Regions from separate parts of the Zea mays genome. Here region 1 is linked to region 2. The links are chromatin contacts, called in public Hi-C maps. All regions are on one chromosome and are shown on one strand. The core of a region is the stretch at or near the end of the contact, and the rest is flanking DNA. Distances in the headings are between cores, read along the strand shown. Region 1 holds the start of LOC100502477 (Putative MYB DNA-binding domain superfamily protein). Region 2 holds the start of LOC100280596 (mitochondrial NADH ubiquinone oxidoreductase 13kD-like subunit).

The links. A called contact is a pair of places that touch in the nucleus more often than the background predicts.
Region 1: a contact with region 2 is called in a Hi-C map of endosperm, with 1.8 times the contacts expected there. The contact joins the promoter of LOC100502477 here to the promoter of LOC100280596 in region 2. A contact is called at or near these places in 4 of 25 Hi-C or Micro-C datasets (ear, endosperm, leaf and 1 more).

The regions. Positions count from the first base shown.
Region 1 is chr4:33,272,493-33,276,127 of Zm-B73-REFERENCE-NAM-5.0, reverse strand. LOC100502477 (Putative MYB DNA-binding domain superfamily protein) reads left to right here and starts at 1,297. Exons shown (of 6, transcript NM_001196955.1): 1 at 1,297-1,949; 2 at 2,147-2,223; 3 at 3,222-3,267; 4 at 3,589-3,635. The coding sequence starts at 1,430.
Region 2 is chr4:33,077,666-33,081,203 of Zm-B73-REFERENCE-NAM-5.0, reverse strand. It overlaps LOC100280596 (mitochondrial NADH ubiquinone oxidoreductase 13kD-like subunit), which reads left to right and starts at 2,285. Exons shown (of 3, transcript NM_001153515.1): 1 at 2,285-2,501. The coding sequence starts at 2,367.

The sequences.
Region 1 (3,635 bases), core at 48-2,547, 200 kb before region 2:
GTGGTCGCGCCCTCGTGACAAGATTGATTCAAACTATGCGTGGTTCTCATCTAATTATATGAGATCTGTCGGCTATCGCTAAAGAACGGGTTTAGACCATCCTCTTATATATATGAAGTGCTACGACCGGTTGAGAACTCTCGAACATATTCTAATCGAATCAATTTACTTTTTTTACCATTCCTGCACTAGGACTAAATTTAGCGTAGTCCTAGTTATAGCTTTCCGCATATCCACCTCCAACCCTATTCGACCCCAGGATCTGGCCTCCCCGAGGAGCAATATTAGAGATGGCAATGGGTCTCGATCCTTGATTTCCCGTGGAAAAATTCTTCCATTAGGGGATGGATATGGAGAATATTCTTCCCCCACGGGCCACGGGGATGTGAACGGGGAAATTTTGTCTCACAACGGGTAAACGGGAATTCCCATCCCTGTTTCCCATGCGGACCCGTTAAACTTATACGTGATGATGTTGTCATGTAATAGTTAATAATAAAAATAAATAATTATCTTATCAAGAGATCACTCATTATACAAATGTGTTCATTTTGATGTACATATAATCATTTTTTACATCTGACAATGTGTATAAGTGACAATGGTTTGCATTAATAGTAAAGGAAGTATGTTCTATTTATAATTTAAGCGGGGATGAGGATCCCAATGGGGATTTATCCCCCCGCAGAACAGGGATGGGAAACAAATGTCCCCATAAGTGTTCGTGGGGATCCTCGCGGGAAAATGTTTTCATCGCGGGGACGAGGGAGGATGTGGAGCTAAAACCCGATGGGGAATTTCCCATTGCTATCCCTAGACAAGATCCACCCATTTCTTACATTATCCTTGTCATTTGTTATGATTTTAAACATAATTAATTCACATTATAATGGTATTTAAAATTATATATATATAAATAATCTTAAAGATCTTCTATATTTTTAGCTCTTAAAATGAAATAGTGTATGGGTTGACACACATGCACTATTAGGTGTTAGTGCCGTATATATAGTGATGATACGACACGATTAGGCGCTTAGTGCCTGGACCGCTATTTAGGCACTAGTGTCAGCACGACACAACATGATTACGAATAGTGCGTTAATAGTGTCGTGCCTAATAATACTAGTGCCAGTATGTGCGGGACGATCCGTTTGGCATCTATATGACACTCTATCTAAACTTTACATTTTACCCTTATTTTTTTCTCTCTCTCCCCCACCCCACACACACACCCTAACTAGAAAAGGGCAGTATCCCCCGTCCATCCCTCTACCCGATCGAGCCCGAGCTCAAGCCTCCACAAGTTTCATTTCACAAACAAAAGAACGGGCGAGAGAGAAAGGAGAAAGACAGCGCTCTCTCACTCCCTTGTCTGCAACAAGAGTGTGGTTTCAAGGGATTGCAAGAGAGGGTGTGCGATCGATCTATGGAGCTTTTCCCCTCCCAGCCGGACCTCTCACTGCAGATCGGCCTCCCCGCTCGCGCTACGTCCCACCACCACGGCGCTGCCCTGAGCGCCAGGCTCCTCGCGGCAGCCGCAGGTGGCAGTGTCGGTGGCGGCAACGGGGTCCCTGGCAACCCGGCGGCGGCTATGGCGCCGTCCCTGCAGGTGCCCATTCCCATACCGCTGCAGCTGCCGCTGCCGATGCCCCCCAACGCCGCCGCCATGCTACGACCCATACGCGGGGTACCGCTGTACCAGCACCCGCACACGCACGCGGTGCCGCCGACGTTCCCGCCGCACGCGGCGGGCGCGGGCCCGTGCTTCTGCGAGCCTTGCCACGTCGCCGCGGGCGCCTGGCGCCGCGCCGGGTGCGGCTTCGGGGCTCGCGTCGCCGGGTTGTTCCCCCCGGCGAAGCGCGCCGCCAGGGCGCCGCGCATGCGCTGGACGTCCACGCTCCACGCGCGCTTCGTCCACGCCGTCGAGCTGCTCGGCGGCCACGAAAGTAGGTCCATCTATCGTCACCCCCACGCAGATGCGCATGCACCTTCCCTTGCTAGCTTCTCTCTGGCTGCCTTTCTAGTGTTGTGTCCTCCATGTCTTCTTCTTGATGCGTTCACGGTTCATCCATAAGTATGATGCCCCTGTGCTCAACACTGATTTTGCTTGTTCTCTCGTGCACGATGATATATGAACTACCAGGGGCAACTCCCAAGTCAGTTCTTGAGCTCATGGACGTGAAGGATCTCACCCTGGCTCATGTCAAGTCTCACTTGCAGGTATACTCTCGCTCGGATCCTTCCTCACACACTTCAATTAATTTACACCTCGCGTATTTTATACTTTGACCATTCCGTGACAGCAATATATGTACCGTAGTAGTCGTAGAACCGCAGGTGCAGAAACGTACGCATGCAAAAATGGGGATCCGTTCTCCTCCTGGCTCTAGCTTGTAGTTTTGCTGCTGGCTGCCTGCCTGTTGCTAGTTGCTACTAGTAAGCCTACAGCACAGCGCGCACTGCTCGATGCTGTATTTGTGTGCGTACACATGCAATAGATGATAGTAGGCATCAAAGTGGAAGAAAGTGAGCAAAGGGAGAGAGAGAGAGAGAGAGAGAGAGAGAGAGGGATGGGCAGGCAGGGCAGATGGGGCTAAAGTCTGAACAGTGCACAATGTAACTCCCTGTAGCGTCTTCCTCTCCAACGGTCCTGCTGCATCATAGTATCTCATATCTCATTAGCCAGCTAGGTAGGTCCATGTATCTCAACTTTGGCGTGGTGTAAAGAGCAAAACACGCAGGTTTCATTCACATATATCTAGGCCGGCAACCAAGCTATCTATGTACTACACTCTTTCTAGCTAGTGTACTACTGTCATGCACAAGCATGAGTGATGAGTCATGCAGCCGCTAGCTGTTAGCATGCACAGTGCTTGACTGAGAAGGGAAACAGTGAAAAGCTGCAGCCAGCCGATGGCTTACCGCTTACGAGACCAGTAGTTTTACTACTCTGCTATGATGTGAATCGGGTTCCTGGTAGCTTTCTCCTCCGTTTGCTTGTTGATTTCTGCCTTAAGGTGTCAAATCAAATCTTGCAGCAGCCAGCAGCAGGCCGGCCATGCACGATGTTGCCTCCTGAAAAATGCAAACCTTATGATCTGCCAAAGATTCCTCATTTGTACCGCAAGTTGCTTCAAACGACGTAGTAGTTCATGCATGGAAAGGTCGAAACTGATCCTTTTTAATTGCTGCCTCTGGCGGCTCTCTTGCTGCCGCAGATGTACAGGACCGTGAAGAACACCGAAAGGCCGGCAGCTTCGTCAGGTAAACAGTACAAGGTAGATTTGTGCTTTGTTTGCTCTCGCGCTTTAGAATCAATGCTAACACATCGACATGAGTGACGACGTACGAGAGCCATGCTGCTGCTGCTTGAGCCTTCCGTTTTATTATTCCATCTTTTTCCTCATCCATCTGCAGCTACTCATACATCTTCGACATCACTTGTGTTTCCTTTCCTTTCCGGCCTATATGCTAGTGGAAGTGGTAGTGTATGCCAAGGATCGATCAGTATATATATATATGCTTGTTGCCTGCTAATTGTTCCTTTTGCACGCACGGCACGCGCGCGTGGTTCAATTCCTGCAGATCAAGCTGATGGGTTCGAGAGCGGGTCGTCATCGGCTGGCGAGATC
Region 2 (3,538 bases), core at 1,036-3,535:
AGGCCGGTTTTGACCAGGTTGTGGACCTGGAGCGGACTTGTTTGTTTTTCTCTTAATTCATATGTTGGGTGAGATTGGATGAGTTTAAATGCTAAATAAGTCAAAAAATTTTTATATAATTTTAGAGTAAAATGGACCGGAAACCAGAGATCCTTCAGAGCGTGCAACACACGGACGACCACACGCACTATCATGGCTAGATTATAGTTACTGCGGCTCCAAATTAAACACATGTATCATGCATGCTTAACTGCGTGAATACTCGTTGTAAAATATGACGAGCAGCGCAAAAAGGTTTTTGGCTAGCGTTGCATGCTCCATCGTCAGGCTGTGCAGCACAAACCATGCATTTACTGATTAGATTATGGTTAGTACAGTACGTCCACATTGTTGACGGTATCTTGGTTGGAGAAACATTCGTTGTCATTATCTGTGATTTGCGAACAGGGTAGCCGCGGCCGGTATGGTAGTGTTTAGATGAAGTGACGAGGAAGGATGAAGAGAGATGAGATAAGATCATTCTAACTTGACCCGCGTTTTGTTTGAAGATCCAGAGTCAGCGTCAAGAGATATTCTTCAAAAATGATGGATGCGATCATTTCTCAAAAAATAAAAAAAATAAGGAATGAGATCAGTCCAGAGTTGATCTCATTCCATCCCATTCCCGTTGACACCAAACCAAACACTAACACACAGCATAGAGCAGTGCGTCTGATGTCGATCGAGCTCTTAATCAGCTCAAGCAAGGGCGGCTAGCTAGCGAGACATCCCGTCCCATCCCGTCAGTGCTCAACCATGAGGCGAGTGAAGCACGCACCCCGAGCGAAAACCTCTCAAAGTTGTGAGTGAGTGATTAAACAAGGCCAATAATACATGCATACAATTAATCAAGCATCATGCATGCACCTACAGGGAAATTAAGGAAGAAATAATATATAGGAAAAAGATCGTTTGGTTGTTGCTCCACAGTACTGCCGCTGAAGAAGATACCGGTATCGATACCAGTGATGTTACATGACAGCCACTGCACATCACTCCCTCAGACAACACTCCACGGCTGTGTGGGCCACGCCCTTGCAAGAAGGACTCCCCAGCTACCGACTTTGTCACCGGAAAGATGCCCAGAAGATCCGCCTCAATAATGCATGCAGGTGAGAGACACAAGCAAGCACGCATGGCGGGAGCTAGAGAAAATACCAAAATAATAAAAAAAAAACACCGGTTTCTCTTGTATAAACATGAGTTTTCACTTTTATCGTACCCCTCGCATTTAAATGGTAAAAAAACTAAAGTTATATACAAATGGAGATTCAAACTATAGTCGTTGGCTCTGAACCCCACGTTGACACCTTGCCTAGACAACAAAACACACAGTCAATCATAGATAGAAACCGCGGCCATGCATTAATATGAACACTTTTTGTGAATGCTTTAGTCGTGTCGTGTCGGTCCTTAAACACCAGCAAACCTATCAGGATGTGTTAAACAACTGTGATGCATGCGCGGCTACTGAATCGCCGACGATCCACCCACCGATAATTAGGCTGCACCAACCGGGGTCTAAATTAATCTGCGCGCGCATTAGGGGCAGGGTCCGGCGGCGCAACAGAACAAGATCTGCCAGGAGCTAGCTAGAAGGCCACAACCATGGCTAGCTACTTGCTGCTTGATGATGGAGCCACGGCACGGCCAAACAGAAGCCATTAATCAATAAATCAATTCATTCCATTTCCTGTGAATGTACGTCTCGTTTTCTTGTGACAAAAGAATAGCTCTACTACCATTTAATTCGGTGTCCCACGCGACCCCGTGATATTTATTTCCTATAAGTCGGGAAATTGGATGTCTCTATAAAACTCTTTAATACAAACTTTTTAATAAAAATGTGTGCGTGTGGTGTCCTCCTTAAAACAAACTGTCCACGAAATGTAACATAAATAAATAAATAGAAAGAGAGATGTTGTATTTGAGGAAAGAAACAAACCGGGGGGTGCCCATCACCACAGCTGGCCCAGCCCATGCCACCACACGTCCACACCTGGTCATGGACCAGTGTACTGGGACACTTGACCTACTGTTGCCGTATACTGTACTGTATACTGTATACGTATTGTATGTACTGCTACGCTTCACTTGGACTTGGATGCGCTCTTCTCCTTCCTTCCGGGGACGCCATCACATGGACTTGTATTTGGGTCATGAGTCATGACAGATTAGTAGCTCAGCATGACAGCCCATACCACAAGTTGGGCCACAACGGGCCGGGCTTTAATCCCGTAGGTGCATCTAAAAGTCCTCGTCTTTCTCTTTGTTCTTTCCCGAATTCCCCAGGGTACGGTCCACTTCGCTCGCAACCTTCCCCAGCCATGGCGACCGCGACGCGGAGGCTGCTCCCCGCGCTCCTCAGGACCCTAGCTCCAGCCGGCGCGCGCGGCCTCTCCACCGAGAAGGCTGTTGGCGCAGCCGCCGTCGTCGGCAGCCACACCGCTAAGTGGATGCAGGTATATGTATACATATACCCCTCCCCTCACCGTAGCCTCGACCTCTAGATCCCGATCCGCCTCGGCCTCGCGAACCCAGAGAATGTCCCTGCCCGAATCGGCGGGGAAGACCGCGCCTTTAAGGTTCCGCGTGTGGTTATGCTCGGTGTGAGCCGCGCTTGTTAACTTCACTGCCCCTTTCTAGTTTAGGTCGTCCTTGATGTTGTCGAGACATCTTGAATTGGCGTGATGAGTCCTGATCATCGGGCTTCTAGGTGCTTGTTCCATGTCGACGTTTCTGTCTCTTCTTTGTTAGATGTGCAGGTCTTGTCTTTTAGATTTACCAGGCACCATTATATTGCTAGAGTATGCGAACCCCTGATAGATCATAGTTATCACAATTTCTTGATCATCATTGGTAAACTAAGTATGCTTTGATGCTCATGCAATGGTTTACTGCAGTAGTTGGCTAGCAGCATTGCGAACGGGCTACAGGATCATGTTTAGGGATGAAAACGGTTTCGAAATTTTTCGGAATTCCGGAAACCGATTTCGAAATTTTTCGATCGGATTCATCGGTAACGGTATTTTTCGAAAACGGAATCGGTTTTCGGAATTTTCTATCGGAATCGGTATCGGAATCGGCGTAGTGTTTTACCGACCGTTTCCATCGGTTACCGGTTTTTGTCGGAAATTACCGGATTTATGTCTCGGAAATTTCCGGAATTGTGTCTCGGAATTTTTTTCGGAATTTTCCAGCATGTGATTTTTTCGCATCGCCTGTACATCTCTGGATAAGGATTACTTATTTTTGTATTTTTTGGACGCTTTAAGATTTTTTGGGGTTAGATGGTGTTGGAAGGTAGTTGAGATTAACGATTTGGTCTCTCGAACGAATCCACCATTTTCTATGCACATGTTATGTATTAGTAATATATAATGATAGAGAGCCGACAGTCTGTCTTTTCCACACATTAGATTTTAGGGTTTTCCTGTGAGGCTGTGAAAAACCCTTTATGTAAGGAAAAAATATTTCATGAGTAAGCATGCCACGTCAA